6 separate regions of the Mus musculus genome follow, and all the other regions are linked to region 1. A link is a contact called in public HiChIP or PLAC-seq and promoter capture Hi-C data. All regions are on one chromosome and are shown on one strand. Each heading gives the region's core, a stretch centred on a gene start, on an enhancer-like site or on the middle of the called end of the contact. The rest is flanking DNA. Distances are from core to core; before and after follow the strand shown.

What was found. Promoter capture Hi-C pulls out the DNA fragments that hold promoters and counts their contacts. HiChIP or PLAC-seq counts read pairs in DNA pulled down with a chosen protein or histone mark. Capture Hi-C pulls out chosen DNA fragments and counts their contacts.
Region 2: a contact with region 1 is called in an H3K4me3 HiChIP or PLAC-seq map of fetal liver, with 4 times the contacts expected there. The contact joins the promoter of 4930401G09Rik here to the promoter of 2210016L21Rik in region 1. A contact is called at or near these places in 1 of 39 promoter capture datasets (hippocampal neurons), 1 of 484 Hi-C or Micro-C datasets (B cells), 1 of 115 datasets of contacts at active chromatin or transcription factors (fetal liver) and 1 of 9 other capture datasets (liver).
Region 3: a contact with region 1 is called in a promoter capture Hi-C map of the SN4741 cell line, with 3 times the contacts expected there. The contact joins the promoter of Fam222a here to the promoter of 2210016L21Rik in region 1. A contact is called at or near these places in 3 of 39 promoter capture datasets (the SN4741 cell line, liver and pre-B cells).
Region 4: a contact with region 1 is called in a promoter capture Hi-C map of pre-B cells, with 6 times the contacts expected there. The contact joins the promoter of Rnf10 here to the promoter of 2210016L21Rik in region 1. A contact is called at or near these places in 16 of 39 promoter capture datasets (the 3T3-L1 cell line, the C10 cell line, the HPC-7 cell line and 10 more), 5 of 115 datasets of contacts at active chromatin or transcription factors (bone marrow-derived macrophages, embryonic forebrain, embryonic midbrain and 2 more) and 4 of 9 other capture datasets (adipose tissue, liver, macrophages and 1 more).
Region 5: an HNF4G HiChIP or PLAC-seq map of pancreatic cancer cells shows a contact between it and region 1. The contact joins the enhancer-like site here to the promoter of 2210016L21Rik in region 1. A contact is called at or near these places in 4 of 39 promoter capture datasets (the C10 cell line, embryonic stem cells, liver and 1 more), 8 of 115 datasets of contacts at active chromatin or transcription factors (the NIH/3T3 cell line, embryonic stem cells, large pre-B cells and 1 more) and 3 of 9 other capture datasets (embryonic stem cells, liver and pancreatic islet).
Region 6: a promoter capture Hi-C map of adipose tissue shows a contact between it and region 1, with 3 times the contacts expected there. The contact joins the promoter of Pop5 here to the promoter of 2210016L21Rik in region 1. A contact is called at or near these places in 5 of 39 promoter capture datasets (the 3T3-L1 cell line, the C10 cell line, erythroid cells and 2 more), 2 of 15 datasets of contacts at CTCF or cohesin (the NIH/3T3 cell line and large pre-B cells), 3 of 484 Hi-C or Micro-C datasets (B cells, Th1 cells and bone marrow-derived macrophages), 16 of 115 datasets of contacts at active chromatin or transcription factors (the 230-238 cell line, bone marrow-derived macrophages, craniofacial prominence and 10 more) and 4 of 9 other capture datasets (adipose tissue, embryonic stem cells, liver and 1 more).

What each region holds. Positions count from the first base shown.
Region 1 is chr5:114,940,242-114,945,352 of GRCm38.p6, reverse strand. 2210016L21Rik (RIKEN cDNA 2210016L21 gene) reads right to left here and starts at 3,151. Exons shown (of 6, transcript NM_028211.1): 1 at 2,998-3,151. The coding sequence starts at 3,145.
Region 2 is chr5:115,357,638-115,362,748 of GRCm38.p6, reverse strand. 4930401G09Rik (RIKEN cDNA 4930401G09 gene) reads left to right here and starts at 2,626. Exons shown (of 2, transcript NR_163911.1): 1 at 2,626-2,829; 2 at 3,617-4,049. It also overlaps a transcript of Msi1 not described here.
Region 3 is chr5:114,566,067-114,571,177 of GRCm38.p6, reverse strand. It overlaps Fam222a (family with sequence similarity 222, member A), which reads right to left and starts at 2,927. Exons shown (of 3, transcript NM_001004180.1): 1 at 2,754-2,927.
Region 4 is chr5:115,270,090-115,275,200 of GRCm38.p6, reverse strand. Rnf10 (ring finger protein 10) reads left to right here and starts at 2,306. Exons shown (of 17, transcript NM_016698.2): 1 at 2,306-2,944. The coding sequence starts at 2,788.
Region 5 is chr5:114,648,607-114,653,717 of GRCm38.p6, reverse strand. All of the region lies in intron 1 of Trpv4 (transient receptor potential cation channel, subfamily V, member 4), which reads left to right. Among named protein-coding and RNA genes, the nearest start is that of Trpv4, 7.3 kb to the left of the region's middle. Within about 2 kb of position 2,552, at least 59 of the 459 cell types and tissues checked have an H3K27ac peak or open chromatin away from gene starts, as enhancers often do. A contact at or near this core is called in pancreatic cancer cells, where this site is marked.
Region 6 is chr5:115,233,918-115,239,028 of GRCm38.p6, reverse strand. It overlaps Pop5 (processing of precursor 5, ribonuclease P/MRP family (S. cerevisiae)), which reads right to left and starts at 3,178. Exons shown (of 6, transcript NM_026398.4): 1 at 3,145-3,178; 2 at 960-1,205; 3 at 752-894. The coding sequence starts at 979.

The DNA of each region.
Region 1 (5,111 bases), core at 1,902-4,401:
GTCTTAATGGGAGCTGGAAGGAGCTGACAGGTCATCATTTGGCTCCAGAGGGCCTGTTAATGTTTACCAGGCAAGCCCAGGTGTAATTTGACTATGGTTTATGGGGTGACTGCTAGTGCTGTGCAGTGTGCTCTGGGAGGGGCGAACACTGGAGATGCTGATGGTGGAGTCCGCTGAAGAAAACGCCGTGTGGCTGTTAATAACCAGGCGCCCCACCTGAACAGCTCAAACAAATAGTGCTGTCCTCAGAGATTGTCTTAGTCAGGGTTTCTATTTCTGCACAAACATCACGACCAAGAAGCAAGTTGGGGAGGAAAGGGTTTATTCAGCTTACACTTCCATACTGCTGTTCATCACCAAAGGAAGTCAGGACAGGAACTCAAGCAGGTCAGGAAACAGAAACCTGCTTTCTTATAGAACCCAAGACTACCAGTCCACCCACAATGGGCCCTCCTACCTTGATCACTAATTGAGAAAAGGCCCTACAGCTGGATCTCATGGAGGCGTTTCCTCACCTGAAGCTCCTTTCTCTGTGAGAACTCCAGCCTGTGTCAAGTTGACACACAAAACCAGCCAGTACAGAGACTTACGTTCAAGGTGAACACGGATGTTAAATGACATTTCAACACAAACTGGCTAATAGAAAGTGTATAAAAAAACATAAAACAGGGCTGGTGAGATGGCTCAGCAGGTAAGAGCACCCTACTGCTCTTCCGAAGGTCCTGAGTTCAAATCCCAGCAACCACATGGTGGCTCACAACCATCCGTAACAAGATCTGACTCCCTCTTCTGGTGTGTCTGAAGACAGCTACAGTGTACTTACATATAATAAATAAATAAATCTAAAAAAAAAAAATTCCTCTAATTCTTTAAAAAAAAAAAAAAGAAAATTCAAAGGAAATTATCAGCAAGGAAGAGGGGAGCGAAGAAGAAAAAGGCTAACTTAATTCCTCACTTCAAGACCTTGCTGTTCCTCCAAAGGTGGGAAGGCTTTGTATGGTGACCGCTGGGCAGAGAGATACCTGAGAGAGACGGAGCTGAGTCAAGTGGAGATCTGGGAGGGTCTCCAAGCACAGGGAAGCAAGCCTGTGCAGACAGGAACCTGTGGTGCTGAAAGCCAGCCAGCTGCCGGTGTGGCCCGGAGAGGAGAGACTTTGTTGGGGGAAGATTACCCAGGCCCCCCAGGAGAGGGACTTAGGATGGGAGAAAGAAGGGCAATGGCGGGGTCAAGGCCGCCAGTGACAGAAACTGGTTTAGTTTTGCCACACTAGACAGAATGAGACAGAGGAGGCCAAGGGTAGACGGGAGGTCCGCGTGCATCACCAAGGCCTCTGAGGATGTGACGGGCTAGATGTTGTCTAGGAGGGATGCTGAGAGATGGTTCTGATGTGGATCGTGGGACAAAGGGGGCTTGTGACAAGGGAACGGAAAGGACTGTTGATGGCACCCAGTGTGCTGCAGGGCTTGGTGCATCAACTCCACGATCACGATTGTGTTTAGGCTGTGACGCATTCAGTGCACCTGCCCGATACACTGTTCTGTCAGTGTGCTCTCAAGTGCTCCATGCTCTGGCTGTGGGTGTGTGAGGTGGATACCTGGCTTCTGAAAGTCATGAGTAGCTCCCATTATGACTACAGAGCAATAGCGATCACCCCCCCCCAAACTCCGCCCCCCAAAATAAAGACAATTGTCAAACTCCACACCCAGAGTGAGCCATTTAACCCACCCCCAAGGTTTTGTTTTTCACATCTATAAAGTGAGTCAATTCTCCTCCAAGGAAGACAAGATGGCTCTCCAGATACTTGCCACCAAGCCTAACCACTTCAGTTTGATCCCCAGGACCCACATGACTTCTAAGCTCCCATGACACCTGTGTGAGTCTACAGACACACAACATAAAATGTAATAGAATAATCTAAAGGCCACTTTTTAAACCAGGCTTGGCAACACACACCTTTAATCCCAGCACTCAGAAGGCAAAGGCAGGCAGATCTCTATGAGTTTAAGACCAGTCTGGTTTATGTAGCGAGTTCTAGGGCAGTCAGAGCTACATGGGAGACTCTATGTCTAAAATAAAATAAAATAAAACTATAAGTTATATACTTTGTTTTTACATCGGTCCCCTTCTGAGACTTGAAAATGTTTACTGTTGTATGTCTAAGTCACATGACAACTTTTGGGAGTTAATCCTCTCTTTTACCATGGGTTCTGGGAATCCAGTGAGGTTGGCAGGTTTGTGTAGCAATTGCTGAGGCAACTCACTGATCTGGAAATGGAACTAGACATCTCAGGGGCTTTATGGTGGGTAAGAGTGTAAATGATTCTTTTCCAACAGTGTACTGTGAAGAAAATGTTTGGATGTATCTGTAAAAGGCTGTAACGAGATGTAACAATATGGTGTCGTCTACTGGGACAAACAGGTATTATCACGTGACTGTGGCTTGTAGCTCACATGCAGGAGAGGAGAAGGTATTAAATTCCCACGAGGAGTTCAAGTACAGATGCAATATATATATATATTTCTGCCTACTCTCTAAATTATAAGGCCTGTTGGATTCTCTAACCATGATTAAGAGTCATTATACTGGCAGATGCCGGATACATTCCGTCTGCTAGGCAATCTCTCGTTTAGGTATACTCCCGGGTGAGCTCAGTCTGAATGAGACATCAAGTGAGGGCCGAGAAAGTCGGGATTCTGAGACTACAAGAAGGAGGGGCATCACGGTCATCTCAGACAGGTGATGGGTTGGTTACCTTTCCAGAGGGAGGACACAGGACGCATTGAGGAAAGCAGTCAGGAGGCATTTAGGTGCCTCTGCGGCCTCCACGGGAATAAAGCAATCACCCTCTGCCCTCGGTGTCAGTGTGATCCCCAAAAGATCTCAGAAGCTCCCCCAAGAAAGCTCCTCTAAAACGTCAGGACGCCATGGCTCGCACCCCACCACGCATCCGTTTCAGGCCCCCGGGGAGGAGCCTGAGCCCCAGAAAGTCCCCTACCGGCTTCGGGTCTCTCCGCTGCCCCCGGGCGCTGCTCCAGCCCCCAGGCGGGCGTAGCCGCCTCGCGACAGCGTGCCAATTCCTCCGCATCGCTGCTGCTACTGCTGCTGTTCTCCGAATCGCTCATTGCACCGCTGGGCGCCACCATCCTGGGATGCCGCAAGGGGTTGTGGGGGGTAAAAAGCTTCCCTCTCACATGACCCACCTGTCAGAGCATCATGGGAATTGTAGTTCCCAGACCACCATTGGCGGCGAACGGTACAGAAAAATGAGCTCCGGAAGGATCCAGGAGACCACCACCTTCTCCAATCTTTTTGTTGTTGTTGTTTTTCTTTTTCCTTTTCTTTTTTCTCCTCTCATCCCCTCCCCTTTCCTCTCCTCCCCGTCTCTCCTTGTGATCCCCTCCCCACCTTTTCTCTTTTTTTCTCTTGTTTGCACAGGGAACGATAATACCCTAAAGTCAAACAAGAAGATGACAGAAGCAGGATTAGTTTTGTTTTTATTTTTAATTTTTTAAGGAAAAATGAATTCATGTGCGATTTAATGAAATCGGGAAGGCAACTAGCCACCTTTTTTACTTCAGGTTTTGATCTTAGGAAGATTGTTAAACTGTAGGCTTTTGAGGGTCTGACAAACAAACAGAACAAACAAATCAGATCGGAATGACTCTTGGAACAGCGGAGGATTTAGCAGTTAGTGCATAGTCCGTAAAACACCTGTAGACTAGCACTTGAGAGCTTTTGTGTGTGTGTGTGTGTGTTTTGTTTTTTTTTTTTTGTTTTTTGTTTTTGTTTTTTTCCCGAGACAGAGTTTCTCTGTATATCCCTGGCTGTCCTGGAACTCACTTTGTAGACCAGGCTGGCCTTGAACTCAGAAATCCGACTGCCTCTGCCACCCAAGTGCTGGGATTAAAGGTGTACACCACCACTACCAGGCAACATTTTTTTTAAGATTTATTTTATGTATATGAATGAATACTGTAGCTGTCTTCAGACACACCAGAAGAGGGCGCCAGATCCCAATACAGATGGTTGTGAGCCACCATGTGGTTCCTGGAATTGAACTCAGGACCTCTGGAAAAGCAGTCAGTTCTCTTAACCTCTGAACCATCTCTCCAGCCCTACACAAAGTTTTCTGCTCTTATGAAACACAACTGTTTAATTGCAGAAAACGAAGACTTTTTTTTAATGTCACTCCTTAATACATATCAGATTAATACACCTTTTGATTGTTTTCTATTAGAACACCCGAGCTTAAAAGTTGCCGTTTGAGTTGTTTGAGTTTCATTACAAAAGTGATTGACTTTTGACCTGGGTTTAAGACAGCGTTTCCAACAACTTCCGAAGCAGCCCCACCCATGTGTCTGTTGTTGTGTACAATACTGGCGAGAGGGAGCACTGTTGGCATTGCTGACTTCAGAACCAGCACATTGACACTCTGAAAACACTGACGAAGTTCTGTGTCCCATGGTATCAAATATTTAGACAAGATTTATGTAAAAGTAAGCAAATACCCCTATCTCGTTAACATGCAAAATCGTTTTTGTCTTTTCTCAAGTGTGCTCACTTATAGATGTTTATGTGTATGTAGATGCATATGCACATGAGTGAACATGTGTGTGCAGGTTTGCCTCTGATCCTTGCCACGATCCTTACAATAAACATTTTATTGAGTGAGAGATAATCCCAGCCCCCCACCTGCCCCCACCCTTTTGTTTTGAAACAGGCTTTCTCTGTGTAGCCCTAGCTGTCCGGGAACTCACTCTGTAGACCAGGCTGGCCTCGAACTCAGAGATCTGCCTGCCTCTGCCTCATAGGCAAGAGCCACCAGGCCAGGCTCCCACATGCCCTTCTGAGACCCGGGCACATATCCCTGGTCAGCCCGGAACTTGCTACATAGACCAAGTTGGCCTTGAACTTGAGTTGTTCCTCTTGTTTCTGTTTCCCTCACACCAGGATGACACCAGCTTGCTTTAGCGTTTAATAATGGTAAAGTCATACACACACCAAATAATTTTTAAACAATTGTATTATATTCATTTGTGTGTGGAAGAGAGAGTGCATATGTGGGGATCAGGACAGCTTGAGAGGGTCAGATCTACACTTCATTTTTTT
Region 2 (5,111 bases), core at 1,377-3,876, 420 kb before region 1:
GCAACCACATGGTGGCTCACAACCATCCGTAACAAAATCTGACTCCCTCTTCTGGAGTGTCTGAAGACAGCGACAGTGTACCTATATATAATAAATAAATAAAATCTTTAAAAAAAAAAAAAAAGAAAACCATCAAACGGACGGGCAAGAGATGCCCAGGGCTAATAATCGAGGGGAAAACTGCGTACACATGGCACCAACTCGTTGCAGAGATGCTGGAGACAAGGAGCTGGGAGGATGAGTCTACAACGTGGGTGAGACAGAGTGAGTGACAGTGGCCCTGGGAGTCCCTGAATGACAACCCAAGGGTTCAGTAGAGGGAAGCAACAAAGACTCTTGGCTCTAGCAGATGTAAATGTGGCCCCTCTCATCCAGAGGGTGAGCAGTGAAGTGGGTGTTCCAGCCTCGCTTTCCTTTCTCTCTCCCTCCCTCCCCTCTCCCTTCCCATTCTTCCCCTCCCCCTGCTCCCCCTTTCTCTCCCTCCCCTCCCCCTCTCCCCTCTTCCTGCCCCTCTCTCCCTCCCTCCCCTCCCCCTCCTTCTGCCCCTCTCTCCCTCCCTCCCCTTTCCCTGTCTCCCTCCCTCTCTCTCTCCCTCCCCACCCCCCCACCTCCATTGTTGCTCTTTGGTCTTATTTTTATGGGTTTTTTTTTTTTTTAATTTGCTTATCTGTGTGTACGAATGTTTTGCCTGCACGTATATATATCCGTGCACCACCTGCAGAACTGAAAGCAGTTCCAGCTCGTGAGCGGCCCTGCTGGGAATAACCACTGAGCCATCTCTCTAGCCCCCCTCCTATCTCTAAGGTTTTGATTGCTAGGTTTGGTTTGGATTTTGTTTTGTTTTTGTTTTTGTTTGTTTTGAGGCAGGGTCTCCTGTAACTGGAGATGGCCTCAAACTTGTTTGTTTGTTTTCTAGACAGGTTTTTTCTGTGTAGCCCTGGCTGTCCTGGAACTCACTGTAGACCAGGCTGGCCTTGAACTCAGAAATCTGCCTGCCTCTGCCTAAGTGCTGGAATTAAAGGCATGTGCCACCACTGCCCGGCCCTGTCTTTCTTTTCTTAATTTTAACTATATACTGTCTTATCTACAATTAGTGTGCATGTGCGGGTGTGTGAGGATGCACAGGTATATGCAGGTGAACAGGTGGAGGGATTACACAGATGTGTGTGTGCAGGTGCACAGGCGTGTGTGTATATGTGCGCGCGTGTAGGTAGAAGCCTGAGAATAACCTTGGGTATTGTTCTTTAAAGACTGGAGCTTTTTCTTTGGCAGGCCTGAATCTCACGAACCTCACCAACTAGGCTACAGTGGCTGTCGAGCCCTAGGAGTCCTCTGGTCTCATTTCCCAAGTGCTGGGATTTTCACTTTTCCTCCTTCTCTTTCTTTTTTTATTATATTATATTATTTTATTTTAATTTTCTCCACATGGGTTCTAGGAATTGAACCTGGGGTCTGAATGCTTGTAAGGCAAGCACTTTATTAGCTGAGCTACTGCCCAGATCCCTGACCTGCGGTTATTAAAGAAGACAGAGGGGTGAGGTGAGAGGTGAGTCATTGATTAAGGCACTAAACATGAAGCCTAAGCCGGGCGTGGTGGCGCACGCCTTTAATCCCAGCACTCCGGAGGCAGAGGCAGGCGGATTTCTGAGTTCAAGGCCAGCCTGGTCTACAAAGTGAGCTCCAGGACAGCCAGGGCTATACAGAGAAACCCTGTATCAAAAAACCAAAAAAAAAAAAAAAAAAAAAAAGAAAGAAAAAACAAAAAAAAAACCAAAAAACAAAAACAACAAAAACATGAAGCCTAAAAATCTTAGTTCAGTTCCCTAAGACCCACGTGGTGCGAGAGACAACCAACTCCTGAAAGCTGTCCTCTGATCTCCGCTTGCACTGACTACTGAACTCTCTTGCTTGCTCTCTCACTCTCTTGCTCTCTCGATTTCTTACCAGAGATGGTAAATAAAAGTTAGGAAAAAAACTAGGTGGAAGAGGAGGAAGAGGAAGAGGAGGAGGAAGAGGAGGAGGAGGAGGGAGAGACTCAGGAGGCTAGGGCAAAAGGGTGGGAATTTAAGGCCAGCCTGAGCTATATAGTGAGACCCTTACTTAAAAACAAACAGGGCTGGGGCGACTGCTCAGTGGTTAGAGCCCTGGCTGTTCTTCCAAAGGACCAGGGTTCAATCCCCAGCACCCGCATCGCAGCTCACAACTGCCTGCAACTCCACAGCATCCAACGCCCTCACACAGACACACACTTAGGCAGAACACCAGTTCCCGCGAAATAAAAACAAAGAAGTCATTAAAAAGAAAAGAACAACCAACCAACCAATGAAGCAGCAAACAAACCAAAAGCTGAGGAGGTGGCTCAGGGCCTGCAGCTCTGTTAGAGAACCCGAGTGAGTGAGTGTGTGTGTGTGTGTGTGTGTGTGTGTGTGTGTGTGTGTCCCTGCCCCCCACTTCAGACAACTCACCACCACCTGAAGATCAAAGGGAATACCAAGCAGGGCAGTAAATCAACTGTCAGGTGAGTTCTGAGTTATGCAGATTTTCAGGAAAGGTTCCTGCCTTCTGCTCTGTGCCCAGTTCCTGGGGGAGGGATGGGACTTTTCTTCGTATTTCTTATCTACTCCCACTCCTACAGGAAATGAGGATTCTCAGAGCTCTCTGACTGGATCTCCTGTAGCCCAGGCTGGCCTTGGTTTTGCTACGTAATGACCTTGAGCCCCTGATTCTCCTGCCCCCGCCTCCTGAATATTGGGATAACAGGCATTTATTACCACAGCTGTTTTTATCACAGTGCTAGGGACAGACAGAGCGCAGGCCTTGTGCAGTTAGGTAAGCACTTTGCTTTGTCCCAATTCCTTTCTCCTTTTCTTTTCTAACTTATTTATTTGTTTGATTGTTACTTAAAAATTTTTTTTTTTGCGGTGCTGGAGATTGAACCCAGGGCCTCAGGCATGCTAGGCAATTGCCAGACTGCTGAGCTACATCCCCAGCCTTCTTAATCGTAATTTGTCCATGTCTTGTTTTTGATACGGGTTCTTACCACGAAGCCCCAGCTGGCCCTGAGTTTGCAATGTCCTTTCTGCCTCTGTCTTCTATTGCTGCGTTTAAAAGTACATGCCTAGCGTTTATTTCCTGTTTTGAGACAGATCTTACCAAGTTGCCCACACTAGCCTGGCACTCAATCTACAGCCTGGAGCTGGCCTTGAACTTGTGATCTTTTTGTTCCAGAATATAGAGTCGTTGGAATAACAGGCCTGACTAGAATAACTGAAGACTCCCATCCCTCACGCACCCAGGGATTCACTATACATAGTGACAGACCCTGCTGGCTTCAAACTGACAGAGATTCTCCTGTCTCTGCCTCCCCAGTTCTGGGATGAAAGGCATGTGTTTTGGCCTGGAATTCTTCATTCTCCTGCCTTAGTTTCCCTGGTGCTGGGATAATGGGGGTGGGGGTGGGGGGAGCACCACCATGCCTACCTTGAAGATTTCTTGTACCAATGTGAGGAAGATGAGAAGCCTCAGAAGAAGGCCGGAAGAAAGAGCCCCCGGGGTTGAGCCGACCTCTCTCCCTGTATTCCTTTCTCAGGTTTCACCTCCCTCCATCTCCTTCCAGGAACCTGAGAGGAGACCAGCCACGTTGAAGGTCGAAGGCAGGACTTCCCTGGCCCAGGCTTTTGGGCGGCGCCCGCCTAGGAGGAGCCTGCCACCCACTGGGAGCGAGCGGTACTGCAGGTGCTGGACACCCACCCCCTACCCAGTCCTTTGACTGATTTAACTCTGCCCAAAGGGTTCTTGTCCTCATGTGACTTACAGTCTATGGAACTGACAAGAGCGACAGAAATCCCGGTAGCAGCTGAACAGCCTTGGATCTTTTTTTTTTTTGGATGGGAGGATTTTTTAAAACAACACAAATAGTATACATTCATAGCCAAATGTTTAAAAAGAAAAAAAGCCCAGATATAGCTTTCCTCAAACATGTGCATAGCAGCTACACAAACTGTAGGCAGCCTTTCCGTCTAAAAAATGTTTAAATACAATGTGGTAGGGACTCATTTAATGTATTTTCATAGACTTTTTTTTTTTTTTTTTTTTTTTTCGAGACAGGGTTTCTCTGTGTAGCCTTGGCTGTCCTGGAACTCACTCTGTAGACCAGGCTGGCCTTGAACTCAAAAATCCACCAGCCTCTGCCTTCCAAGTGCTGGAATTATAGGTGTGTGCCACCACTGCCCGGTGACCATATTTTTTACATCATTATTAATTTTATGTATATGAGTGTTTTGCCTACATGTACCATGTGCATTTCTGGTGCCCGTGGGGACCAGAAGAGCGTGTTGGATTCCCTGGAACTGGAATTATGTAAAGTTCTGACCCACTATCTGGGTTCTGGGCCCTTTATTATCCTCTGCCAGAGCAGAAAGTGATCTCCACCAGTGAGCAGCACCACAGCACTGCAAAACACATCCTCACATGCCTTAGATTCGATTTTCTTTGTGTGTGTGTTTTTTTTCGAGATAGGATTTCTCTGTATAGCCCTGGCTGTCCTGGAACTTACTCTGTAGACCAGGCTGGCCTCGAACTCAGAAATCCGCCTGCCTCTGCCTCCGGAGTGCTGGGAATAAAGGCATGTGTCACCACTGCCCAGCAGATTCGATTTTGTTTTCTTTCTGAGACAAGATCTCATGTAGATGAGACTAGCCGTGTAGCACGGGATGACCTTGCCTTTCGGACCATCCTAACTCCTGGAGTGCTGGGGTTGCTGCTGTTCACCTTGATGCCCAGGTATAGTAGGGACTTGGGGGCCAAAATCAGTGCTTCCTACATGACCAACAAACACTCAACCTGCTGAGCCACATCCCGGACCTGCCTCGTTTTTTCACTGAATGAAACTGCGGATGATCAATACTAGCTCAGTCAGAAGCCAGCCTGTGGCACAACATCTAATCCTAGCACTGGGGAAGCAAGAGGGATTGCATCTCAGCCTGGTCTACATATCAAGTTCCAGGATAGCCAGAGCTACACAGTGAGGCTCTGTCTCAAAAACGAACCAACCAACCAAACAAACATACAAACAAGACAAAGAAAATTAAAAATAACTGCTGTAGCCAGGC
Region 3 (5,111 bases), core at 1,678-4,177, 370 kb after region 1:
AATGCGATCACACAGCAGTCGGTCCCAGACCCAACCATTCCAGTCTCGGCAATAAGCCTGCCCCCACCCCCACCCCCGGGGAAGGGGAGCTTCAAGTTTCTCACCAAAGGCATCAAGCTGGACAGGGCCTATACCTGGTTTAGAGCAACTGGTCGGGGCACTGGTTAAGTGCCAGTGATGGGAGCATTGGGAGGGGGCGGGGCTTAGGAATATGCTGCAGGAATGGTTCATACACCTGCCCTGTCACATGAGACTCCAGGACACAGAACAAACACCTCAGTGCCACCCTGCCCCATTCAACCCTCAGACAGCTCTGAACTACTCATCCGGTGTGTTGCTCTTCTATCCGCCCCGCCCCACCCCCCCACCCCCACCTGCCCCTAGGTCAGGATCGCCACCCATTAAAGTTCTGTTACCATCTATAAACCTGTCTTCCACCAGGAGAGCCTGCCAGGGGCTCTGAGTAGCCCAGGGCCATCTCACATGAAGAAGGCTGGCTTTTTCACTATCTCTGGCAGGTGGGTTTCATGCTATATAACCCCCCCCCCCCCAGGGCTACAGATAGGAGCCTAGCAGGTATAAGGGAACAGGCTGGACTCACAAGGCCTGGCAGAAGTTACCACTGTGTTCAGTTCACCCAGGAAACCGTCCTAGGACAGGGGTGCCTCCCCTATGCCCAAGTCCTGGAGATTCTGAATGGGGTGGGGGGAGCACCGAGGCCAACCCACTGGAGCTGCCTGGCTGCGCATCATCACTTCTTTGACTTGAGCCTTGGGTTTCTCATCCACAAAATGGGTCACAGCACAATCCACTCCTGAGAAGCAGCTGAGATGCCGCAAAATGCCTGGCGCTCTGGAAGACGCCGGGTAAGCTGGCAACTCCCCACACACACCGCTCCCCCCCCCCCCCCCGTCTGGCGCTCACTGCCAAGCCCAGGGAGCAGAGGGAAAGGAACAGAAGGAGTTGCCCAACTCTGACAGCCTTTCCCTCTGCCTTGGCTGAGGGACTGTAAATACTCCACAGAGGGCCTCCAACCGCGTGTTTGTGTGTGTGTGTGTGTGTGTGTGTGTGTGTGTGTGTGTGTATCTCTGGCGCACACTCCAAGTTTGTTTCTAAGCTGGGAAGTGTTGAGAGAGGCCGGGCAAACAGCCCTGTGCCCACAGCCTCCCCTCTCCACTCCACCCCCAATCTGCTGTTGTGCCGCTGGCTGTCCTTGGAAGCTTGCGTGTAAAGAAACCCTTCAGCTGGAAACAGGATCACCCCACCAAACCTCCAAAGTGGCCTCCCCCCCCCACCCCGGTATTTATTGACCTGTTAATGGAAGAGCCTGGGAGGAGGCTGTAAAAATGGTCTGTAGAGAAACCCTGTCTCACCTGTCGTCCCCGCCCCCCCCCCCCATGGGAGCAACAATGCCAGCGTCTTCAATCTTTCCCCTAGAAACTTGACTGTGGCTATTTTACCCCCTATCTGGCCCTGGCAGTGATTGCTGGGATGGGCAAATGAGAGTAAGCAGGCTGTGGCTTGGGAGCTCTCTGGGCTCCATACTGTACAGGGCTGCTGCCAGAGTTCGGTGGGGAGAGGAGGGCTCTCAGCATCTCCACCTATCCCCCCTGGCCTGGTATTTGCTTAATGAGCATCTATTACACTGCTTGTCAAAGTCATCTTAAATGACAGAAGGGGAACAGCTAAGGCAGGAGTCCCAGCTGGACCATGGCCCCTTACCTTGAAGAGCAGGGGAGTTCCCTGAACTTACACAGACAGACAGACAGACAGACAGACAGACACACACACACACACCAGGAAGGTCCTGGCTCCCCTCTCTCTCTGGCTCAGGCAGGACATTCACCTTTTCAAGAGAAGCCTGTTTGAAGGCTGAAGCCCACATTTTTCTGGGGACCCTGGGAACTCCAGTTGCTGGCTGGGTACATGGTAGGGTTCATGGGGACCTCCTTTTAAGCATCCTGCTTAAAAGTAAGAGGTTGCTCTGTTTGGGAGTCTGGGAGACTCCAGACACTGCAGGAGACATAGGCAGAGTTCTGAACACCTGTCCTCAGGGGCAGGGACAGCTGGCACTGCCTGCCTCCCTCCCCCACCTCGAGTGGGGATTTAGGTCATAAGATTGCGGCCGGGGAGGACAGGGAGTTGGCCTTCACCTTCTACTACACCAAGGCATTCGGCCTTGGCCATTCTGGCTCCACTCAAAGCCAGCTGTGTTGTCACAATTCTGGTGACATCAAAGGTCGGGCAGTGATGTCACATGCAGCCCATTGGAACATGCTGTCTTTGTGAGTTATTTGTAACAATAGACACACAAATGTCTTGCCTGGAAAGACACCATCCTCAGACATGAAGTTTTGGGACTCCCTGTCTCTGAGCTCTGTCTCTTTAAGATCCCAAAGGTGGTTTTGTAGACCCCCTCCATGCTGGCCAACCCTGGCTGCCCCCAATCAATCTTTACAAAAGTACAAGATTCCCTAAGAATCTCCAGAGGACAGGGCCACCACCTTTGTTAGCTTCATGGGTGGGGTGCCTTTCCTCTGACAAATACCGATGTCAGTAGAATACCCACGAGGGTCCACAATCTCCACTCCAGCCAGTCCAAATAAGTTGTGTGGGCAGGACAAGGGTGGACAAGTAGCATTGCTGTCTCTGGGCACCCAACAACCTAGGGCCCTTTTAGGGCCAGTCCAGGTTGCCAGGTTGCGAGGAGCTGTCCCCAGCTCAAACCCAAAATTCTGCACCCCGCAACTCACCGTATCAGGCAGTCGGACGAAGGGCACCAAATCTCAGAGGCCACGACGCTCCGATCTGCGGGTTGCGGCCATGCAGGGGTGATAAAGATTGCTGGAGAAAGGCCCCCTTAGGGGGCCGATGTCTTTCTTCGTATGGAAAGGGGAGCCGTCGGTGAGGGCGATCCCTGCGTCCGGAAGCGCCGTCCGAAGTCGGAAAAAGGTTTTTTTTTCCCCCCTCTCAGTACCCGTCGCGTCCGCCTGGGACCCCGGCCGCTCGCGCGCTCAGGCGGCGCATCCTCGCAGGAGACTGTGCTCCATACGTCCGGCGGGAGGCGCTGCGCCTCCCTTCGGGGCCCGGCTCACCGCTGCAGCTCTGCCCGCGCCTCTCCCAGGGCGCCCTCTCCGTCCGCGCTGGGAGGCCGGCGGCCGCGGCCCCTCTCGCCAGCCCCAGCTGCAGCCTGTCTTTGTTGCTTCCTCTCGCTTGCCCTCCCGCCCTCGGCTTGCAGCTCCCGGCTTTGCTCAGAGGTGGAGAGTCCGTCTCCTCGGAGGGTTGCACGCACCTGCAGCGGCCCGGGCTCCTCGCCCGGCGTGCACCGGCCCCCGCAGGTTGCAGAGAGCAGCGCCGAGAATGAGCCGGCCCCTCCTCCTCCTGCTCCGAGCTCCGGGTGTGGGGGGAGGGGAAGCCGGCGAGCAGCGGCAGTGGCAGCCGCAGCGAGCGGCAGAGACTGGGATGTAGCCTCGCGGGCCTTGGCGCTGAGGACCAGCAGATCCAGCAGGCGCAGGGCAGACTCGGGGATGGAGAGCCGTGCACCCGGTATGGTGCTCGAGCGCCGCAGCAGCGGTCGGCGCACAGGTCTCTCCCGTGCCCGTGGCCCGGGACGGTTCGCGGGGCTCCCGGAGCCGCAACCTCGCGCTGCCCAGCACCCTCGCCTAGCCTCGGGCCCGGCTCTTCGCCCGGCCTGGCCGGCGCGCGCAGCCTCTTCGCAGAGCTGCCGGCCCGGCAATGCTGCCCGCTGCTCCGCTCCGGCACGACTGACAGGCGCGGGCGCCCGCTCCTGCCGCTGCGTCTCACCCCCGGTCCGCCCCCCGCGTTACGGCCCAATCAGCTGCAGCCGAGAGGCGGTTACCACGGTGACGCGGCGCCGCGTCCTCCGCGAGGCGGGGCTGGGGGCCGCCACGCGCGCTTTTCGCGGCAAAATTCAAAGGCCGGCAGGGCGGCTCTCCAACCTTTTTCCCCAAGCGGGGATGAGGCGGGTCCTGCTCCTAGAGGACTACAACTCCCGGCTTGCTGCGAGCCTAAAACAGGCGAAGGAGTCCCGATTGGAAGGGCAAGGCATGCTGGTTGTTGTAGTCCCTTTGTCGAAGACCTAAAGGGTTGAAAGCAGGTAATCCTATTCACTGAGTACCTGTTTGAGGGTAGGTACTATGCATTATTCCGTTTACTCTTGGAACAGGCCCTATGAGGAGTGTGTTAAAGATAGTAAAAATAGGTTGGGGTGACACCAAATGGTAAAGGGTGCGGTTTGCAAGACCCAACATCAAACCTTGGGACAACCTAAACACACACACACACAGAGCAAAGTGCATACTACACTTAAATTTTTCAAAACTGTGAGATTGGCTTTATGGCCTACATTTTACAGAGGAGAACACTGATATTTGACACTTGTTCTCAGTTTACGGACAAAACTAAGACGTGAAGCTTCCCGATTGCCTTTTCCACGGAGCGACTGGGGATGGTGGTGGAGTTTTGGGCATCAGCGCTGAGATCTGTGGAACACAAACCACATGCTGAATCCTTGGTCAGCTCCATCCCACAGATGTATACATTGACCGCGGGAGTCAGGCACTTAGTATTTTCTATGTTGCTCCTGTTGGTCTCAAACTCCTAGCTTCAAGCCATCCTCCTGCCTCAGCCTCCAGAGTGCAGAAAATATGACCACAAGCCACCATACCTGGTAAGGCTCCGGTTTGTCGTCCATTTAACAGGTAGGGAAACTGAGGCACAGTATCACCTAAAACTAAGTAGGTGTTTCCATTCTTACTTGCCTGACAGCCCACAGGTAGCAGACAGGGAAACTGAACCCTGGGAGACACAGATTCCTAAACTGTTAAAATGTCTGTCACAAGACTGGGCAGTAGTGTCACATGCCTTGAATCCCAGCACTTGGGAGGTAGAGGCAGGTGGATTTCTGAGTTCGAGGCCAGCCTGGTCTACAGAGTGAGTTCCAGGACAGCCAGGGCTACACAGAGAAACCCTGTCTTGAAAAACTGAATTAAAAAAAATGTATGCCACAAAAGAAGTTGAACACCCAGCTTTCCAGACAGAACTTCAGGATCCCTGCAGAAACGTAAAACATCAATCAGACACCCCCATCC
Region 4 (5,111 bases), core at 1,057-3,556, 330 kb before region 1:
AAAAAAGTAAAAATAAAAAAGAAAAAGAAAAGAAAAAGAAAATAGCAGTTTATAAAGGTAAAAGGGAAAACCCCATGTTAGGATGAGGCCTTTAACTTTAAGTGGGCGTGGGCATGTTAATTAGCTGAGCCAAAGGAGGCTTCTGATTTCTTCACTTCAATACTTTGATAGCTGGACCTTGGTAGTCAGCCTCAGGAGCAGGATGTGGCCAAATAAGGAAACAGACCTTGGGGGCTAGCTTTAGGAAGATAATTTCATGGTTTTTAGAAAGGCAGAAGGAATAGGGAGAGAAGGCAGGGCTTGCCAGAGCCATGCTCACCACACTCAGGCTAGCCAGAGTCCTTTCAGGTGAGATAGCTCAGCAATTAAGAACACTAGCTACTCTTCCAGAGGACCTGGGTTTGATTCCCAGAGCCTATATGGTGCTTTAATTCCAGTGCTGGGGTATACAATCCTCTCTTCTGGTATCTAGAGACACATGGCACAGACATACTAGCTGGTAAAACATGTGTAAACACAAAAATAAAATAACAACCAAAAAACTGAAAAATTATAGTTCCTTTTTAAAAATGGATTTATTTATTTTATATATGTGAGTACACTGTAGCTATCTTCAGACACACCAGAAGAGGGCAGTGGATCACCTTACAGATGGTTGTGAGCCACCATGTTTGTGATTTGGAATTGAGTTTAGGACCTCTGGAAAAGCATTCAGTGCTCTTAACCTCCGAGCCATCTCTCTAGCAAACCCCTCCCCCCCAAGTTATAGTTCTATGGATCTCCATGTCATTTTAAACTGATTCCTTCCATACTAAATAATATCTCATATACTATATGATAATAAGGAACCAAATAAGAGTCTGACTCCTGCTTTTTTCATTTTTCTTTCTTTCTTTTTTTCTTTTCTTTTCTTTCTTTTTTGCCCTGCCTCTGCCTCCCAAGTGCTGGGATTAAAGGTGTGCGCCACCACTGCCTGGCTTGGCCCGCACATTCTTGTTCCTTTCCCATTTATGATACTGAGGATCAAATCAGAACTTTGCCCATGCAAGGGCCCTGTGACTACACTACACTGTCTGCTTTTATTCTTTTTCTCTCTTATAAGGAACATGGTCTCACTATGTAGCACATGCTAGCCTTACACTCTGCACTTCCTGTCTCTGTTTATTTATTTATTTTTTTGAGACAAGGTTTTTCTGTGTAGCCCCAGCTGACCTGAAACTTGCTCTGTAGACCAGGCTGGCCTTGAACTCAGAGATCCACCTGCATCTGCCTCCTGAGTGCTGAGATTAAAGATGTGCACCACTGGCATCCGTCTTCTGTCTCTGCTTCTTGAGTATTAGTGATACAGGCATGAGCCACTCTAGTTCTCCTACATACACGATTGCTAAAATTCCACTCATCGGCTAGATGAGGTAGTAGCTTAGAGGTAGAAAACTAGATTGTGAGCATGGAGCTCTGGATTTGATCCCTAACAGCCCCCCCCCCCCAAATTCCATTCGTCCTGTGTGTGTCACATGACACAGCATTTCTAAGAAGTCCTCTTTTATCCCTCTCAAGCTGGGATGCTTTTCTATTGAAACGTGTTTGATTAGCATCTCCTTACTTAACTGTACTATGTTGTTTCTCTTTGTTGGTGTTTCGAATGTTGCTTCTTACCGATCTTTATATATGAATGTGGCATGCATACGTGTATGAAAAATCTTACACGTATGCACAGGTGTACATGGAGTTCTGAGGCTGCCATTGAGTGTTTTCCTCCAAGACTCTCCACATTCTTCACAGAATGGCTAGGTAGACTCACCATTTGAGCTAGTCTGGCTAGCCAGTTTGTTCTGGGAATTTCCAGATCTCTTGTCTCCGGTGCACCGGAATTGCAGGTGGGCCATCACACTCCACTTGGTTTTCTAAAAAATTTTGTGTATGGGTGTTTTGTCTATATGAGTATGTCTGTATACCACGTGTTTGCTTGGTATTGTAGGAGGCCAGACACCCACACATCTTTTTTTTAAAAAAAGAAAAAAATCCAAGCACTGGCGAGGAATATCTGTGAATTGGAAGCCAGACTGTTGCACACAAAGAGTTCAGGTCCCGTTAGGACTACAAAATGAAACATTGTCTCAAAAAGAAGGAACCCGCTAGGGAGGCGGGAAGGAAAAGAAACCTCGAACAGGGAAGAGAGAAAAAAAGCATTGGCAGGCACAAGCGGTCCCTCCCCTAGGACCCGGATGTAGGTAAAAGACTACACTTCCCAGAATGCACCACGCCCGCCTGGCAACTATATAAATAGTCCATCCGGGTTCTTGGAGATGCTGTTTGGCGACTCGTCGCCATTCCCGGAGCAGCTCGGCCTCGGCCCAGAGGCGAGTGTCGGTCGCTGTGTCGGAGACCCCGGTCCCCGGCACCGAGACAGCCAGCCCTCTCTCCTGCCCCGCGGCGGGAGAGCGTGTCCGGCCGGCCGGCGGGGCTCGCGACCCTCCCGCGCCTCCCTTTCCCCCGCAGCCTCTGCCCCGCCAGGCCCGGCCCGGACCTCCGAGCCCCGGCCTCCTCCTCCTCCTCCTCCTCGTCCTCGTCCTCCTCTTCGGTCACCGCCGCCTCTGGGCCCCACAACCCCACCTTGCCGCTTCTCCTTCCATTTTGAGAAGCTGAGGAAGGAAACAAGGAAAAATGTCGCCATGAAGGCCGAGAACCGCTGCCGCCGCCGACCCCCGCCGGCCCTGAACGCCATGAGCCTGGGTCCCCGCCGCGCCCGCTCCGCTCCGACCGCCGTCGCCGCCGAGGCCCCCTTTGATGCCGCAGAGCTCCCCCAGCGCCGCCGCCACCGCCTCCGACATGGACAAGAACAGCGGCTCCAACAGCTCCTCCGCCTCCTCGGGCAGCAGCAAAGGGCAACAGCCGCCCCGCTCCGCCTCGGCGGGGCCGGCCGGCGAGTCTAAACCCAAGAGTGGTAAGAGCCGGCGGGTCTGCCGGGTCACTTGGGGGAGGAGGGACAAACGACCCACCTTCCGCTTGCACTGACATCCAGTATTTACGGTTAAGCCGATCTGCGCTGCGTGGTTAATTTGGGCCCTTGCATTCATATTCAAAACAGCTGGCTGAAGTAGGCGCTATTCTTAGCCCCATTTTGCAGATGAGGGATCTGAGATTTTGGAAAGGGTTAAGGTCATCCAGGTGGCAAGCACCTCACAGAAGGCCTCAAGACCTGGCTTTGTGTGACTCACCGTCGGTCCAGGCTCTAAAACAATTGACTTTGTTTTCTCTTCTAGTGTCGGATTAGCTTTGGGTGGCATTCAAGTTTGAATAAGAGAGGGTGAGGCCCGAGGATTTTCAGACTTAAATCTGGCACCGGGTCTGCTCCTCTGTTTAAGAGGACTCATGTTGGGATGGCGTTGCTCGGCGTGATAGTAAAGCATGCAGACCCTGCATTCAGTTCATTTAGGTTCAGTCCTTGAGTTTGCTAATACACACTATTAAGTAAATGGGCTAAGCGCTTAGAGTACTTGACAACTTTTTGCCTAAATATTATGCCTGTTTGTGTGCGGTAGGTTATATGGGCTTGGCTTTCATGGTGTGTGTGTGTGTGTGTGTGTGTGTGTGTGTGAGAGAGAGAGTGATGTGTGTAGTCAGGCTTCTTAGTATTACTATAACATAATAATAATGATATTATTATAATAATATAATAATACTACTTACTGATTATGCACAAAGCACACGGGTAGGCTTTTAGGTGTGATAGCACTACTCTAATCGTTTAACCTGTCTAGCCAGGAGTTATTCCACCGCAGAGAATAAACTAGGCTGTGGATTAGGAGATGGCAGAATCCCGAGTCCAGCATTCTCCATCTTGTGTCAGAGCTGTGTACAAATCTCTTTTAAACTTTTACCATGTTGGCAGTATTTTTGAGATAGTAATTTTTTTTTCAATCAGTCTTTTGGTTTTTCGAGACAAGTTTCTCTTTGCATCCTTGCCTGTCCTGAAACTCACTCTATAGACCAGGCTGGCCTTGAACTCAGAGATCCACCTGCCTCTGCTTCTCAAGCACCTCCAAAATCTCAGACACAGCCAAGTTTCAGATTGTGGTTTAATTACAATGTTTCTCCTTCTCTTTCCTCCCTCCAAAGCTTCCTGTGTAACCTTCCGCTAATCTCCTTCATGTCCTTCTTTCACACATCTGTATGCATGTGCATATACATGTCAGCAAGCATGTGTATGAGTTCTATGCATATCCACCAGTGAACCTGAGCGTGGGGAGGAGCCTAGGAACCTGAACCCTACACAAAGAACTCCAGGAGACTTAGTAACACTGGGAGTGGGAGAGGGGGTCTCCTGGAAGAGCACACCCCGTAGTTTTCCAGTGCCAAACATCACTGGATGTATTTAGTGCAAAGATGTATGTGCAAGTAACTTTGTTTGGATTCCGCAGTGTGTTTTTGTGAGAGAGAGCATGTGTGACAGATGGGGAGCTTTGAGCTGACAGTCTAAGATTCAAAGAGCTGGACGGTATGGGTCAGTGGTAGAGACCTTGCCTAGAATATGCAAGGCCCTGGGTTTGATCCTTAGCATCCCCCCACCCCCCTCAAATTAAAGAGCAAAAAAAAAAAAAAAAAGCACTAAAATTATAAGGCTTACTGACTGAGAGTTTATCTGTAGGGTATGACAAACTCCATTACCAGGTCTACCTGAGGATGTGTAGAAGTTGCCTGTGTAACTTGGGTAGGGACCAGTTTTCGCTGTGATGTACCAGTGCTTTACTGTCTAAGCAGGTGTTAGTGTAACTCGCCTCTGAACCGTATAAACTGATTCTGGAGTTTTGCACATGTGTAGTTTTATTGTAAATCTTGGCTGTTGTTGGAGAGAGGTCTGAGGGTTTCTCAGAGTAATGGATGACTTCAGCCTTGCTTGTAGAGGTAATGCTAAGCTTTGGTTCTCCAAGAGTTCTCAACTTAAATTTTTTAGGGCCCTCCCTAAGTCAATAAAACATTCTTGCATGAGTCAGCTGCAATAAATGCTTTATTTATTGTTCAGTGAGCAGTAGGCCAAAGCTTGTGACATATCAGACAGCATAAGAGAGGGTAGTAGAGTTCAGTGAGGTAGGATGGCTTAGCAGTTAGAG
Region 5 (5,111 bases), core at 1,303-3,802, 290 kb after region 1:
CAGGAGGGGAGTGGAAACTGGTTGTGGAGCTAACTGCCCGTGGGGACCCATTGGCCTGGTTTCTTCCCATGTCACCTTGACACAGATAAGGTTCGAGAATGCTTATAAACTGGGAAAGGGAGGGAAGGAGGGAAGGACAGACATGTCAGTATGTCAGGACCATCAGAACCCCTCTTGGATACAAGCTCTGACTGAGAGCCAGTAGGTGTGGGTGGGCCTGACTGGACCTCAGTTTCCTTATCTGTAGAGGGACTCAGGGTAAGTGTGACCCTATGGGGTTGCTGGGTCTCATAGGTCAGGCAGCCCTGTATATAGTAGGTGCTCAGTAAACTACCTGTTCGTGGGTAGGAGGGCAGAATTGGGTAAGGTAGTCACTTGGACGGAGTCTCTCCTTGGGAGACCAATCGTCCCTAAGGAGAATGACTGCGTGTGTCTCTGACTCTGTCATTATGACACCCACAGTGACCAAGGATCCTACAGCAGGTGCAGAGTCCCTTCCCTCGTAGAGACGAGGTTGAAGCTCAGAGGCATGGGACAGCCTAGCTGGGGGGTTGGGGGAGGAGGGGGTGTCACAGTTCTGTAGACTCTGAGCCTCCCATCCCCTCACTACCCATGACGCCAGCTTCCCCGGGCATTCCCAGGGCATCACTCTGGACAATCTCGGCCCTTGCCACCTCTGTCTGGCGCACTCTGAGTTCAGCTGTGTGTGACTGGGTGTCGCCAGGCCTCTGGTGTGACGTGGGAATCTGGACACTGCTTGCTTGATAAGGGAGCTGTGGAAGTCCCCATCGCTGGTCAGTTTGGATAAATATCAGACACTTCCTGTCTCTCCTCCCCCAGACTCAGTTTACCCCCCTGGGGAGGAGACATCAGTTCCTAGCTTGAGGGGTTAGGCTTTAGATGAGAATGTGTGTGAAGTTCTGGTGTGAGGCATTTAGTGCCCATACTGCGGACGGGGTTTCCAGCTGAGCCTCTGCCGTGATTCCAGGCGGCGTCCCTGGGGCATGCTGCAAGTGCCCAGGCAGGGCTTTGCATTTGTGCCTCAGGGTCCCTTCCTTTGAGCCTCATTGCCACAGGATTGCTTAGGCCATTTTAAGGAATTGGGGGGTAGGGGGGTGACCTCTGTCTCCCAGCCCAGAGATGGGCAGTCTCTGTTCTCACCAATTTTCAGACATGGAGAAAGCTCAGAGGATCCCTGGCTTTGGAGCTGGGAAGTCTCTGGGTTCCAGTGCCCACCTGGTCCTCACCTCTCCGGACTCCCCTCCCCTGCTGTAAATTGAGGGGAGGTTAAATAACAGCAGCATAGCCACCACCATTTATTGAGCACATACTACGTGCCAGACATCATGCAGGGCTTGAATGATAACATTTAATCTTTACAGCAGCCCTTGAGAGAGGAGCTGCTACTTTCACAGGGCTGGGGGTAAAACCTGGAGCCTTGCACACACCAATCAAGTGTCCTGTGGGCACATCCCCAAGGTCTCCTGAGATAGGATCTTCTTCAGTTTGGCTTTAGACCACGGATCCGTCTGCCTCGCTCCCAAGTGCTGGGATTACAGGTTAATGCTACCACATCCCACTGTATAATTTAAAGCAGGAACGTGACACACCAAATAATCACAGATCAAAGACAGGAGCAGTTGTTCCTAGAAGGTAGAAAGTTTTACCCCCTTTTTATGGATGAGAAAACCGCGGCCCAGATAGGAGATGTGACCATTGGTGGCAGGAAAGAGGAGGGCAAGATAGAGTGGGCGATGTCTTGAGGCTATAAAACCCTTTCCAGAGTTCTCTGTGACCTGGGGACTATCTGAACGAGAGTAGCTGGCTCAGAGAAAGAGACCCTAGGATTTGAGACACGCCTCCACCCCCACCTTTCTAAAGCTGGATGTTGGCTTTGGTGGGAACCTTCTGGAGTAGAGACTTCCTATATCTGTATGCTAGGCTCTGTGCTGAGGCTGGGGCATGGCTGGGACTATCAGGGTCACTGATCTGGGAAGGGTCACTTAGCTGTAATCACATAGCCCCCACTGGGCTTTTGAAAACAAACAGCTCAGTGCCAGCTGAATGGACGTCACCAGAAACTCCAGTGTTCTCAGATGACAAGGAAGTGGAGTCTCACAGGATGTGACTTTTCGAGTCTCAACAGCCCCATCTTTCCACTAAGCCATACTCAGCTTCTAGTCTGGCCAGCCCTCTGGACCTGGGGTCTTTTGCAGATGCCCCCATTCCAGTGAAAGTTCTTAGGGGATATTTCTGTGACATGGGCCGGCCCTCCAAGGCTTATGCAAAAACCAAGTGACTGCAGTGGCCACGTTGGCCGTGCCCTCCTTGGGGCTAGTGAGTCACCCCAGCCGTGTCCCGCTTGGATGGTGTGAGCATCGGAGGGGGACACCCTCCAGGTGGAGGGACCCGGCAGGACACAGGAGCTCTGTCTGCTCCGGACAGACGGCCACTGTGCAGCAACCAGGAAGTGGGCTGGGCTGAGACAGACTAGGTAAATACCAGCAGGGAGGGCCCTTCATGGTGCGATGTGCCCCGCTGCCTCCTGCCAGGGGCTTGGGGGCTGTGGGCAACCACAACCTGGCAGGCGGCGGGTCCCACTCTGCCAAGGGACTGAGCTCCCGTTAGTCGCTCTGAGGTGGCTGCCAGAGTCCACCTCCCAAGAGGGATCCAGTCACTTAGTCTTCCCCTGACAGGCTCTGTTTCCCGGTTGGTTCTTCATGTATGCCCTAGTAATAATAATAATAGCTTGAGGGTGGCATTAAGGGCTCAGATACCAGCCTGGCCTTATCCAGCATCTATTGGCTGTGCTTAAGTCTGTCTCCCCTAGCTCCTGTGACAGTGAGTGTCCTGGGGAGGATTCCCAGTCAGCCACAACTCAGGTCTGGGCACTCTGATCCAGAGTCACATAGTCCCCCAGCCCCTCCTACATGTTTGTCCCTCCCTTCCTGAGCCCTCTTATCCTTGTAAAATAGCCCCATCAAAGGCCCAGTCCTGGCTGGGGAAGTGGCTTAGCGGATCCAGTGCTTGCCTAGCTTAGCCGCGTGAAGCCCTGAGCTTAATCCGTAACACTGCCCACGCTGGATATGGTGGTATGCCCCTGGGACCCCCAGCACCCAGGGGGTGTAGAGAGACAGGAGGACCAGATGTTGAAAGCTGTCCTTGGATACGCAGCAAAGCCAGGGCCAGTTTGAGATGCATGAGGCCCTGTCCCAAAAGGAAAACCCCAGCTCCTGTGCCTGTGTGTGGCCTTGCATCCCGGAGCTGGGATGCAATGATACAGCTTGCTCCTTTCTTGGCCTTAGCTTCCTCATCTAGAAGGCGGGGCCACGCAGCTGCTGCCTTATCTGGTACCCGCTAACTTCCATCCCATCCTTCAGTCCTTCCCTCAGGACTGAACCAGATAGCTGGCATTCGTGGTCACGTTTATTTGTGGCTCCTGCAGGAGTCAGGGTCCCCACTGGTCAGCCAAGGAACCCCAGGATGATGAAGAAACCCACAAAGTCTGTCTGAGGGTCCAGGGTCTGTCTCCTGCTGTAGAGCCCCCACCCAGCCCGCACTCACCCCTGGTCCTTGTTCTTATTCACTAATGGTCCTCAGTAGCCCCCCTCCCCCCGCACTCTCTGCATTCTGCCGTCTACCCCATTCCAGGCACGGAACTTTAGTCCTCCCCCTGTGCTCCCCTGCCCTGCACCTGCAGGAACCTCAGGGGTCCCTGATGCCCCCACATGGTGTTCAGTCCTGGCAGAATGGTGACTCTGAATGAATGTCTTCCTCAGGGGCGTAGGCTCTGGAAGGGGAAGAGGAGATAAGCAGATGGTGTATGCTGATGTGAAGTGTGTCACCTGCCACATTCACTGTGACATTACCTGCTGCACTCACTGTGACATGCAGAGTTAGTTTAGACCAGGAAAAAAATTCAAAGTACTATCCTTTTTTTTTCTCCTTATTTTTAAAATTCATTTATTTTAATAATTATGGTTATTTCACCTGCACGTATGTATGTGTGCCACATGTGTGCCTGGTGCTCACAGAGGCCAGAAGAAGGCATCAGATCCCCTGGGACTGAAGTCACAGACAGTTGTGAGCTGCCCCGTGGATGCTGGGACTTTAACCTGGATCCCCTGGAAAAAGCAGCGGTTTCTCCAGCCTCTCCATCCTGCTTTGAGACAGGGTCTCACTTAAGTAGTCCTGGCAGAATCGGAACTCACTGCATAGACCAGAGGGCCGTCAGACAAACTCACCAAGATGCCTTCCTGCCTCTTGCTCCTGAGTAATGGAATTGAAGCAAATGGCGAGGCAAAGGGCTGGACAACAGTGGAGGCCACCAGCCTGTCCACTCACACTAGGGTTTCCGGTCCTTTGTTCCTTTTTGTCTACCCCGGGGCCGTGCATACATGTGGCAGCTAATAATGACCCATTTAGAATGTATTGATCTAGAAGGCGAGACCTGAGGAAAGCCAGCGCCCTGCCGCCCTCCCCAGGAGCAGAGATGTCTTGCTTGCCCAAACCTGCCCCTGGGTTTTAAGCAGCTTTTCTTGCTCACGTAATGAGGTCGGCATCTGATAGTCTTGTGCCAGGGTTTCCATGAGGCCTGGCAAAGCCCTGAGAGTGAAGAGGATGCCCCCCCCTCCCCCTGGGCCAAGCGAACAATGGCGAGCGAGCCCTCTGGCCGCACTGCATCCTGGGCATACTTTGCAGCCTGCTGTTTACTGAGGCACCCTCAATCTGGCACCTCCTTACCTGACAACTTCTGCCCTCAAGCAGGCACAGAAACAAAGGCTCCCAGAGGCTATGGTGAACTTTGCAGTTATTAAGAGGGACACCCCCCCAATCTGATCCCCAGGATGTGTGATGTCAGCATGCACATTCTTGCCACACCCGACTGGCCAAGGGGTCATGACTGCAGAGTGTATGATCTCAGGCAATGTTCCCATAGTCGGGGCCTCTGTGGCAGACAGAGAGGAAGGCAGGGAGACCCTACTGGGGACCTGGGTCCCACTGGCATCCACACTGCATCCCTGGGCCGCTCCTGAGCTTCTGGGGACAATACTAGTAGCCTTTGCACCACTGGCTAGCTCTGCTGGCTGCCTACTTTGTTGTCTCCCAAG
Region 6 (5,111 bases), core at 1,929-4,428, 290 kb before region 1:
CTGGAACCTGCCTTTGCTCCCTGGGGACTGCTAGGATAAAAGCATGGGCCGCAGCACCCAGCTTGAAAGGAAACGTTAAGGGAAACCTTCCGCCCTCAAGAAGTCGCTGACCACTCAGGTCAATGAATGGAGAGAGAGCCCAGCTCCACCGTAATTAACATTAACGCTGCAGGGGGAAAAAAAATCCTTGCCGGGGAAACGCCTGTTTTCCTGTAGAGCTCAGCGAAAGCAAGAAAACTTTGTGGTTTTATGTATGTTTGATTCTGCATAGTTCAAGTGTGCTTGCGGAATTAGGAGCTAAACTAAGAAGCGACATTCTGAGAAAAACAAAGCTTCCATCCTGCGTTTCCATATGAGAATTACTGTCTAGTCTGTTCGAGCTCGCAGCCGGGTTTAAACTTTGAGGGATACATTTGACATTTTAAAACGTGCTAACGTGACCTGTCAAATCATGGCTCTTAGGAATTCTACATGGCTACTTTCATTTAGCCTAGTGAATTCAACACCCATCTTCCACTAAAACGGGCAGTAAACGGAATCCCCCAACTCAACCCACCCCGGCACACACACCGGGGGCTGGGTATTGAACTTTTTGCCTTGTCCCACTGCGCGATCGGCACCTTCTGTTCAGTTTTCGACCCGCCGCACTCCGATTTTCTAGAACCCTCCACTATCGTACAAAACGCGACACACTGGCCGGGCCTCGCCCTGGCAAAGCGCGCCCCGCACTGCATCCGCAGCGCCCTCGTACCTGCAAAGCCCACGGAGCAGGCGGCGGCGCCGAAGGCCCCGTGCACCCGGGCGATCGTGTCGCGGACCAGCCCGCCCAGCACGCGGTCGTCCAGGCTCAAACGGCAGCGCGCGTCCTCGGACACCAGCTCGCACAGAAGGTACCTGCGGCGACAGCGGGGTGAGCGCGGCCCGGGTCGCGGGGACGGCGCGGGGACAGCGCTGCTTACCTGTGCTTGAACCGCACCATGGCGTCCGCGCCGGATGCGGGAGGAAGGCGGCACTAGGCTCGGACAGGCAGCGTGCCCTGTCAATCTCCACGCTCCGCCTCCCGCGGCGGGCGTAAGAGCGCATGCGTTCGCCTCCGGCCGGCGCTGGGGATTTTCCACACAAGTTCTGTGCGCTCAGAGTCCCCCAAGTGAACGTTTAAGGTCAGCCCTGCACTTAAAGTCCGAGAGTGTCGCACGATCTGGGACCTAAAAGTCAGAGCACAGGTTTTCCCATACAGCCAAATACGCGAATTCTTTGAGGGGATTTCGACAGTTTTGTGGAGGGGAGTTCTTTTCAAGTGGTTTCCAAAAACAATATAGTATCCTCCCTCCCTCTCTTCCTGGTTTCTTTTTTTCCTCAAGCTAACCCCAGACTGACTGTGTAGCCAAGACGACCCCGAACTTCTGATCCCCTGCCTTTTCCTACGAAGCGCTGGCATTACCAACGCGTCCCACCACACCCAGCCCTCTGTTTTCTGTTAAGAATAGAGGATTATGTTTTAAAATGAAGAACAGAGGGTTAAGGTTTTTAATGCGTTTTTCTAGCCCATTCCCTTGAATACCTTTGTGTGATTAATAAATGATAAATTATTATTGTTGTTGTTGGGTTTTTGATACAGCGTTTCTTTCTGTAGCCCGGGCTGTCCTGGAACTCACTCTGTAGACCAGGCTGGCCTTGAACTCAGAAATCCGCCTGCTTCTGCCTCCCGAGTGCTGGGATTAAAGGCCTGCGCCACCACTGCCCAGCATTTAAAAAACAAACAAACAAAAAAAAAAAAAAAAAAAAAAAACAGGGTCCCACTCTATCTACCTAAGGCTAGCTTGGAGCCCAAAGCAATCCTGCCTCAGCCTCCTAAGGACTAGGACTACAGGGGTGTGCTACACTTCATTTATCTTGCATGTTAAGTGCATATTCTTTTTTAAAATTTATTATTATATCTAAGTACACTATAGCTTTCTTCAGACACACCAGAAGAGAACATCAGATCTCATTACAGATGGTTGTGAGCCACCACGTGGGATTTGAACCCAGGACCTTCAGAAGAGCCTTCACTCCAGCCCCTAAGTCCATATTTTTTTAAAGATTTATTTATTATTATATGTAAGTGTAGCTGTCTTCAGACAATCCAGAAGATGGAGTCAGATCTCATTACGGATGGTTGTGAGCCACCATGTGGTTGCTGGGATTTGAACTCCGGACCTTCAGAAGAGCAGTCAGGTGCTCCTACCTACTGAGCCATCTCACCAGCCCTAAGTGCATATTCTTAATGGTGTGACTCAGTGAGGTGGATTTGTGTGACTGCCACCCTATTAAGATGTAGATAAGGTTCAGTGCTCCCCAAATTCCCAGGCCCTTGCCAAAACCTTTAGTGGGAAGGAGCCATCATCCCCATTTCTGGAGAGATAGGTTTTGCCAGGCCTTGGCCTGGACATATATGTTTTAAGCATGCAACATGCCTGTAAGTCCGCTGCTTGACTCTATTTTCCTGTCGCCGGTGCTGCTACAGACATTCCTCACGTGCTCGGTATTGCATGTTTTAAGTGCACCACTAAGTCGGTCAGCATTGCCTTAATACACATTGTCTACAGATTTTCTTGTTATCCTGGGTTTCTTGGTGCCTGGCTTTGTAGCAGGGTCATTTTTGAAAATTAGATTTATTTATTTGTTGTAGAAATGTGGAGGTGCGTATTTGCCACGGCCGGAGGTGGCGATCAGAGGACGACTTTGGGAAGTTGGTTCTCAGGACCTCCGTTATGTGTACAGCTGTCATGGCCTCGCCTGGCCAGGTGTGGTAACGTAAAGCAAGACTTATATTTCACAGCTGACTATTTACAAGATCCGAAATCAGTTTTCAGTCTTCTCTTAGCCACAGCTTTAGGGGACCACAGATGTCCCTTCGCAGACTGCCATTCACTATTGCAATCAAGAGGCAATCATCGTCCACAGCCAGCGGCCGGTAGGGGGTGCCAGAGGCCCACTGTGTAGCTCGCCACACTCCCCACTCTCTAAAAATAGCACCAGTGCCTTTATCCTAACCCTGAGACCATTTTATAGATGCGGTCCGGGCCCAGGCCCAGAATTTAACCTTGAAAGCATTGGTCTCCAAACTCCCTGCTCGGATCCACTCCGATGCTCACTGCCCACCTGCTGTAACGTAGCCACAGGCGTGGGTTCGGATCCCCGGTCTTCGTCCTCCGGCCCGGTGCTGTCAGGGACCACACCGCGTCTCCAAAGCAGAGCTTCCCCTTCTAGTTCCGATTATTAAGAATTATTAGGATGGAGGTGTAGGTGGGATTGCACCGGCACGGGAGGGCGGGTGCCTAATAAACAAACAACGGCGAGCGGCTGTCACCCAGAGGAAGCACCCTGATCCGGGCCAGCCGGGAAGTGCGGGCCAGACGCCTCCCGGTGGGCCGGCGGCGGCGACGTGTCGTCGCAGCCTCTCCCGGTGGTAATTAGCCCCCGCCCTCGGCTCCGCCAGCCGCTAATTACACGTCTCCTAATGAGGCCGGCGGCTGTTTGCAATCACCCGGGTCCCCGCCGCGCGGGGGCGGGAGTCGTGGGCCGGCGTCAGGCGGAGGAAGGGGCTGAGGCTTAGAGAGGCGGACCTACGCAGGCATGACTCACGCGGGGATGGAGCCTAATCCCCGCTGAGCCCAAACCTGTGCGTCGTCGAGCCCATTCATCACCCACCGCCCTCATCCTGTATCCTGGGGTGGTTTCGCTTACTATTTATTACCGTGGTTATGGAAAGACTGGGCCTAGCCCAGGTCAGATGGTCAGGTGTGCGTGGGCCGGATCAGGGTGAGTGGGCGTTTGGGGGTCCCCCCCCACACTTTGGGTTTGTCGGCCCCCACTGCTACGTTGCTGGCCCAAAAGGTTAGCTCCGGCTACGCCTTCCAAAAACCTACTTTGAAACAACTAACGAAACCGTTATCAGACTAAAAGTTTAGATAACTGTCTAAGAAGAGGTTGGGATAGTTGCTAAAATGATCAATCAGGGGTCAGGTGAGACGATGGGGAAGGGAGCTTGCGGTCAAGCCCTGATCAAGATCTGAGTTGGATCTCAGGGACTGGCATAGGAAGCCCTAGAAAGGTGTTCTCCGACCTCCGTATGTGTACACGTGCCTCCTCCTAAATAAATTTAATTACATGGGAGCGGCAGGAGGCAGGAGGTGTGTGTGGCATTATGTAGATCCTGTTATCCTTAAAACTCATGGAAGGTCCACCCATCTCTGCCTCCTGGGGGGCTGGGATGAAAGGCATGAACTACTAGGCCCAGTTTTAGGGTGCTTTTATTTTGAGGTCCTGGGGAATATGTTGTGGGTGCTTAGGCAAGGGTTCTGCTGCCAAGATACACCCCCAGCCCTGATGCTTTCTCAGGCACATTGGCATCGCGGGAGTCTCTTTTAAAGAGTCTAGATGCTGCAGCCACACAGGATGCTGGCCCAGGACACTTGAACCTGCGTGGCTGTTTTCCCAGCAGCCACTGTGTGCCTTGTGTGCCTCTAAGTCTATCCTTAAGCAGCCACTACCCTGTGCGCCTCTAAGTCTATCCTTAAGCCTAGTTACTTGTTTCTTTTTCCCTTTGGATTGTTTGTTTGTTTTTATTTTTTTAAGTCATTAAAATAATTTGTATAGTTAAATGCCTCTTAAATATACATGATGTCTTGTTTTTAAAAAATTTTTTAAATCTTTGCTTCCTTCTCGCTCCGGCTCAAAGATTTATTTATTTATTATATGTAAGTACACTGTAGCTGTCTTCAGATACACCTGAAGAGGCATCAGATCGAATTACAGATGGTTGTGAGCCACCATGTGGTTGCTGGGATTTGAACTCAGGACCTCTGGAAGAACAGTCAGTGCTCTTGACCGCTGAGCCATCGCTCCAGCCCTTGTTTTTTAATTTTTTTAAACAATTTTTATTTACATTAGTGTTCCTTCTCCATGTGTGTCTGAGTGAGTGTCAGGTCCCCTAGAACTGGAATTGCACAGTTGTGAGCCGCTGGGGTTTAACCCTCGTCCTCTGGAAGCGCAGCCAATGGTCTTAAGCGCTGAGCCATTTCTCCAGCCCCGCTGTTGTTTAAAAGAAAAGAAGAAATGGGTATGGA